2 separate regions of the Sus scrofa genome follow, and region 2 is linked to region 1. A link is a contact called in public HiChIP or PLAC-seq data. All regions are on one chromosome and are shown on one strand. The core of a region is the stretch at or near the end of the contact, and the rest is flanking DNA. Distances in the headings are between cores, read along the strand shown. Region 1 holds the start of FRS2 (fibroblast growth factor receptor substrate 2). Region 2 holds the start of THAP2 (THAP domain-containing protein 2).

The links. HiChIP or PLAC-seq counts read pairs in DNA pulled down with a chosen protein or histone mark.
Region 2: a contact with region 1 is called in an H3K27ac HiChIP or PLAC-seq map of alveolar macrophages. The contact joins the promoter of THAP2 here to the promoter of FRS2 in region 1. A contact is called at or near these places in 2 of 2 datasets of contacts at active chromatin or transcription factors (alveolar macrophages and skeletal muscle).

The regions. Positions count from the first base shown.
Region 1 is chr5:33,724,025-33,727,218 of Sscrofa11.1, reverse strand. It overlaps FRS2 (fibroblast growth factor receptor substrate 2), which reads right to left and starts at 1,763. Exons shown (of 10, transcript NM_001243209.1): 1 at 1,616-1,763.
Region 2 is chr5:35,669,732-35,672,810 of Sscrofa11.1, reverse strand. It overlaps THAP2 (THAP domain-containing protein 2), which reads right to left and starts at 1,531. Exons shown (of 3, transcript XM_003126383.4): 1 at 889-1,531. The coding sequence starts at 959. It overlaps ZFC3H1 (zinc finger C3H1 domain-containing protein), which reads left to right and starts at 1,620. Exons shown (of 35, transcript XM_021092001.1): 1 at 1,620-2,483. The coding sequence starts at 1,886.

The DNA.
Region 1 (3,194 bases), core at 514-3,013:
TATTTCAACCCTATGCTCTAAAAGAACTAGAGAATTTCAAGTAGCTAAGAATCTATGGTTTCTATCTAAATCTAAAAGTTGGACAACTAACTTTTTTGTCTACAATTTTTTCCAGGAACTTTAAAAATCATCCACCCTTTGCCTGTTAAATATCAACAAGCCTAAAATAAATTTTCTTTTGCATAAGAGAGCTCACTGAACTTGTCACTTCAGTCTATTTTCCCTAATTCATGATATTGCCTCCCCTTTCACTGGTGGGAGGAAAGAGAAGCAGATAAGAACCCCCAAAAACTACAGTATAAGCCCTAATATAAGCACCAGACAAGAAGTACATGAAAGTGTCACAGGTTTCACAAACGTGCTGTGTAGATACTTTATAAAAACAATGGTCATCCGCTGATAGTCAAAATCTGCAGTAACTGCTTTCTCTTACGATCATAATTTCAAAATCACGATTAAATTGAGTAAATCCTATTTCCTACCAACCTTTCAGGAGTAGCTTATTACCTAAAATCTGTTCACCAAAAAAAAAACTACCTACATCACTTGCTCCTCTAGGAAATGCTCAATTACTCCAAAGTAAACACCTCATAATATAAATTAAAAAAACATAAAACAAAACACCTCTACCCACTTGTGTGAACCTCTGCATTGCAGCAACAGCTGTAACAGTATAAGGAACCTCCTAGGAGTTATAGAGAACAATTTTTCTTTAAAAGTTAAGGAAAATGACAGTCCCAAATATGAAGGTATATAAACGTCGGGAAAGAGGAGGTATAATTCTCCAACCCTCTGCAGTCAATTTGTGCAACAACCACAGACTGAACTCATCATACAACTGTGACTTCAGATAGCCACAGAAATTAGGAGTACAGATTAGAGAATAGCATCATTTCTTACTGCCGAGAAAAAGAGGGAATTTACCTGAACTGCTTTTCTTCAAGCAAGCTGTTTTTTTTAAGAAGTCACTTCAACAACGGCTTGAGTAAGCTTTCAAGCGAGTAAAGATCATGGGAGGCGCGCTGCTCCCACAGTGACCTACGTATCCAAAACCGGTCCCAATCGATCCTGGGCAACCCCTAAGCGGGTCTGGTTGGAAAGCCTTGCAAAAGATCCCCGACATCTACACACGCATCGCCCAACCCTGGGTCGGAGGAGACAACACCCCTGGAACCCGAGCTAACTACCGAGCCCGAGGACAGATCCAGAGACAGCAAAAGTCGAGAACTACAGCCCAAGACTGAGTCTGAGGTCTAGATTCCCAGGCTCGGGTCGGAGAGAGAAAACCAAATCCGAGAGGCAGCGCGAGTACTTGGGGGAGCTTAAGTGAGGGGTCGGATGGACGGAGGCCCAGCCCATCCTTACTCTAGAGTCCCAACAGCAACAACAGCTCCAGGAACCCCCACCCCGGCTCCGCCCCGCCCACCCCACGGCCCAGCCACCCGCTTCTTCCCGCCCCGCAGGCTCGGCAAAGACCGCGGCGGTCGACAACCCCCTTCCTCGAACCCCGACAGCCCAGCCTGCAGCCCGGAGTCCCAAGCGGGCAGCGGGGGCCCGAGAGCGCCAGCCCCGACGCGGCCCGCGGCCGTCGCAGTCAGCTCCGCCGGCCACTCACCGTCCGCCTGGGCGCTGGGAGCGGGCAGGGCACGGGTCGGCAGGCGCGGACCCCCGGGCTCCCACCTAGGCAGGAGCCCCTCTTCCGAGCCGATCGAGCCTCAGCGGCAGTACCTACAAGGCCTCTCTCCGGCTCGAACTATGGAAAAGCACTTCCGGGGGAGCGGGGAGGGAAGGGTTTTGGCACCGGAACTGCTCACAGGCTGGAGCTGCCGGCGCCTCCCGGGCGGGGCGGGGTGGGGCGGGGCAGAGCCCCTCCCGCCGGCGCCGGCAAATCCGACGCTAACCCTTTCTGCGCCGCGGCCCCTCGATTCTCCAGACTCCCGCTGCCTCCTTCGACGTGTTCCACTCCAGGCACCTGCTTTTGCAGAAGAGGAAACCGAGGCTCGGAGAACTTAGATGCAACGGTCCAGCGCCTACAACCCGCCTCCTGGATCTCTCCAGTATTCTTACCACTCTAATCTGCCTCCTTTAAAAATAATAAGTTAACATATATTGACCGCATACTGCGTGATAGTCGCTGTATAAAGCGCTTTACTCAGTTTAATCATTCCCAAGCCCCTTGAGGTCGGTGCTGTTAGCTACATCTTGCAGAGGAGGAGACCAGTACCAATACAAAAACGGTGGCTCTTTATTTTAACTTGTGTGTATAAATCTCACCTACCCCAACACAAGTTTTAAATTCTTGGGGAGTTCCCGTCGTGGCGCAGTGGTTAACGAATCCGACGAGGAACCATGAGGTTGCGGGTTCGGTCCCCGCCCTTGCTCAATGGGTTAACGATCCAGCGTTGCCGTGAGCTGTGGTGATCCAGCGTTGCCGTGAGCTGTGGTGTAGGTTGCAGACGCGGCTCGGATCCCGCGTTGCTGTGGCTCTGGCGTAGGCCGGTGGCTACAGCTCCGATTCAACCCCTGGCCTGGGAACCTCCATATGCCGCGGGAGCGGCCCAAGAAATAGCAACAACAGCAACAACAACAAAAAGCCAAAAAAAAAAAAAAAAAAAAAAAGAATTATAAATTCTTTAAGGGCAGGAACTAAATTATATTCCTATATTCCATCATCACTTGGAATTTCAATAGAGGTCAAGAGCTTGGGGACTCTGGACTCTTACTGCATGGATCTTGTCGTTTATTTTTATTTTTCCACCCTGGGCGAGTTGCTTGACCTCTCTCAGCTTGTTTCTTTATTTGTAATACAGTTGATGTATTTGATGTGTGTGTATGCATATATATATATATAATCATCTCTGGATTTTTGTAGGAATTCAAAATGAAAATGCTTGATAAGCTGTGGTGTACTAGTATCCACGTAGGACTGGGTAAAAATCAACAATTTTCTTCCCTCATCACTAATAAGAACAATTTTTCCTCTAGTAGAGTCACTTTAGCAGAGGGTAATTTTGAAAACTATGGGTTAGCAACAGGCGATAGAAAAGGTTAGTTAAGGAAATAAAGAGTAGAGGTTTTGGCAAAGGGAAAAATGAAGGTAGGTGAGCCAAAGAATGTCCTTGGGGCCAGCCTGGATACTTGTGACGCTATGAGCTGAGACAGTTTGAGGACCTAGAGTCAGATGCCAGGCAGGG
Region 2 (3,079 bases), core at 282-2,781, 1.9 Mb before region 1:
TTTTTTAGTACTAACTTTTAATAAGAAGGTACATTTAGTCATAATGAGATAAGGAGAAAGGTCAGGGTTATTTTCCACATTCTACGACCTTATTAAGCTGTGAGGTATATAAAATCAGAACTGTTTGCACTCAACTTTTTGAATCCTTCCTTTCTTCAGGCATATGGCAGGCATTTGTAGAGAAGGTAAAACATTTACCTAAGTACTTATGTCATATAGTGTTCAAAGCCCTTTCAAGAGGTCTGATTTAACAGAACTAAAGAATTTTGCTTGCTCTTCCAGCAAACGTAGGAAAAACACAATCCGGGTTCCTTTTATTATACTACTCTGCATACTAAAAGAAAAGAAAGCTTTCATTTCCCACTTTCATTAACATCGCTTAATTCCACGGCTATTAATGATGACTCAATTCCTCCACAAAATTACTGCCTGTGACTAAAAGATTAAAAATCCAAATGCTTCCCATGTCAGTTCAGCCAGTAAGAATTAACTTCTAATGAGAACACAGCAGGCTTTTTAGGTGATTGCTGGCTTGAACAGGAAGATCTCACTTCCTCTTACGGTGTCATTAATGTCAAGACCTGATCTAATACACAGGAGTAAAAGAGTAGAAAATTAAGGTATCTTCCTTGTCACTTTCTAAAGGAGCAATCACCGTACAGAACTTGGCTCTCTTTCTCAAAGTGAGCAAACCTTCCCCGAAGGGAGAGAAAAATTGGACAGATTTGAGAAACACACACAAAGGGTAAAAATGTTGCGCCTCTGCTACTAGTTAGCTACGGAAGTTATCAGAATTAGTAGAATCCTCCCTGGTCTTCCCCCCCGCCCCAAGCGATACCCAGTCAAGGAACTCCCGTTTTCGTCACCCGCACTCCCTGCCCAGGTTACCTGTGGAAGCTGATGTTAATGTGCTTGTTGTAGGTAGTAGCACAGCCCGCCGCGGCGCAATTGGTCGGCATTTCCCTTTCCCCCTCATTCGGCGCTGTCTTAAGCCTGATTTGAGGTGCGGGTTGCTACGCTCCCTTCGGGCAGAGACTGGGGAAGCGTGGCAGGGGAAGGGCCAAAGAACTGAGTCGTGGGACCTGCGTGCGAGGAAGGGGTTGTGTATGCGTGTTGTGTGTGTGTGTGTGTGTGTGTGTGTGTGTGTGTGTGTAGCTGGGGGGGGGTAGTCAACCTTCCCTTTCTCTTTATTAATATGGCGGACTTGGGGCAGCAGAGCCTACAGTCCTGGAGCTCCAGTCCCCTTCGTTTGCCTTCACCAACATGGCGAACGCAACCCGCCCTACCGCTGGCTCCCAAAAGAGAGGGACTACTGGTCTCTTTGGTAGTTGTTCTTTGAGCAATCGAAGAGGTATGCCCCCCACCAGCCCCCTATCACTATGAAATATGAATCTCGCAGCCGAGATTAAGAAGAGACCCGCCTACCCTGCCACGCACCCAGAAACCCGAGTTTAGGGTCTGGAGTAGCTAACAGGCACAGATTTTGGAAGGACAAACGGAAAGCAATACTCAAAAAAAACTACAACGCCCACTGAGAATCGCGTCGTCCTAATTTTTATCGCGTGAATTGGGAGCCTTGTTTCCTGCGTGCTTCGGGAAGTGACGTCACGAGTAGAGCCACTTCCAGAGACCCTTTCTCGCGAGGCGGAAGAGCCCCGATCGCGGAGAGCAAGGGGGCGCTAGGGAAGGGAACTGAATTGCGACGGTCCGGCGAGAAAGAGCTGGGGTGCGGGGAAGTTGGGGAGCAGAGCCCACTAGGTGTCCGAGTACTGTAAAACCGCACCGACCGGGTCCGTTAGGAAAAAAGGAAACAGAGGAGGAAGACAATTGTAGGGTGGATCCCCGGACAGAGGGCTAAGGTTGTGTGGAAGGCACTGCTCCCGGGATGGCGACCGCAGATACTCCGGCCCCGGCCTCCAGTGGCCTCTCGCCCAAGGAAGAAGGGGAGCTCGAAGATGGAGAGATCAGCGATGACGATAATAACAGCCAGATACGGAGCCGGAGCAGCAGCAGCAGCAGTGGCGGAGGGCTGTTACCGTATCCGCGGCGAAGGCCTCCTCACCCGGCCCGGGGTGGTGGATCCGGCGGAGGCGGTGGCTCCTCCTCGTCGTCGTCCTCTTCTCAGCAGCAGCTGAGGAATTTCTCACGCTCACGGCACGCGTCGGAGCGGGGCCACCTCAGGGGACACAGCAGCTACCGACCCAAAGAGCCGTTCAGGTCTCACCCGCCTTCCGTGCGGATGCCTTCGAGCTCACTGTCCGAAAGCAGCCCCCGGCCGTCCTTTTGGGAACGGAGCCACATTGCCTTGGACCGTTTCCGTTTTCGAGGCAGGCCTTACCGGGGTGGGAGTCGCTGGAGTCGGGGGCGAGGAGGGGGTGAGCGAGGAGGCAAGCCGGGGGGCAGACCTCCCCTAGGAGGAGGAGCAGGATCTGGATTCAGCAGCAGTCAGAGCTGGCGAGAGCCCTCTCCACCTCGGAAGAGTTGTATCCTTAACGTGGCGGTCTGCCCTGGGTGTGTCACTACTAAAGTTCCTTTTAGCGTCATTGCTAGGTCTTTGAGATGAGTAACTTTTCTGAACCATCAGAACCGCTTGTCACTGTAAGTATACTTAACGTAGTTGGTTCTTTGGTAATCTCCATGTGTCAAACCGTAGCGTTATTTTAAAAAATTACTTTATTGAGTTTATTGCTTTTTAATAAATATTTACGTGTTATGGATGGGGGCCAAACTAATGGAACCTAAGGAAGTGTAAAATCAGATCTGTAATATTACATCAGAAGCCCAAGTTTCATTAACCCTCTTTTTAATACTACCCTTGCTTTTAGGTGATGTTGACTTAGATTTTTAGAGGAAGAAAAAAAATATTAGCCATAAAAAGTTTGGGGAATACCATTGCTTATATCATATTGCACTGCGACATTGGAAATTGTGAAGTTTCATTCTGCATAATCCTACTGCTTTTATTTGAGTCTGTTTTAACCTTTCTATCTTGATTTATTCTTACACATTGCTGCCTTCTAAAGTTGGAAAAAAAAAACCCCGGTATATTCACCAGCTCTATTAATTCAGAGGCTTTAAA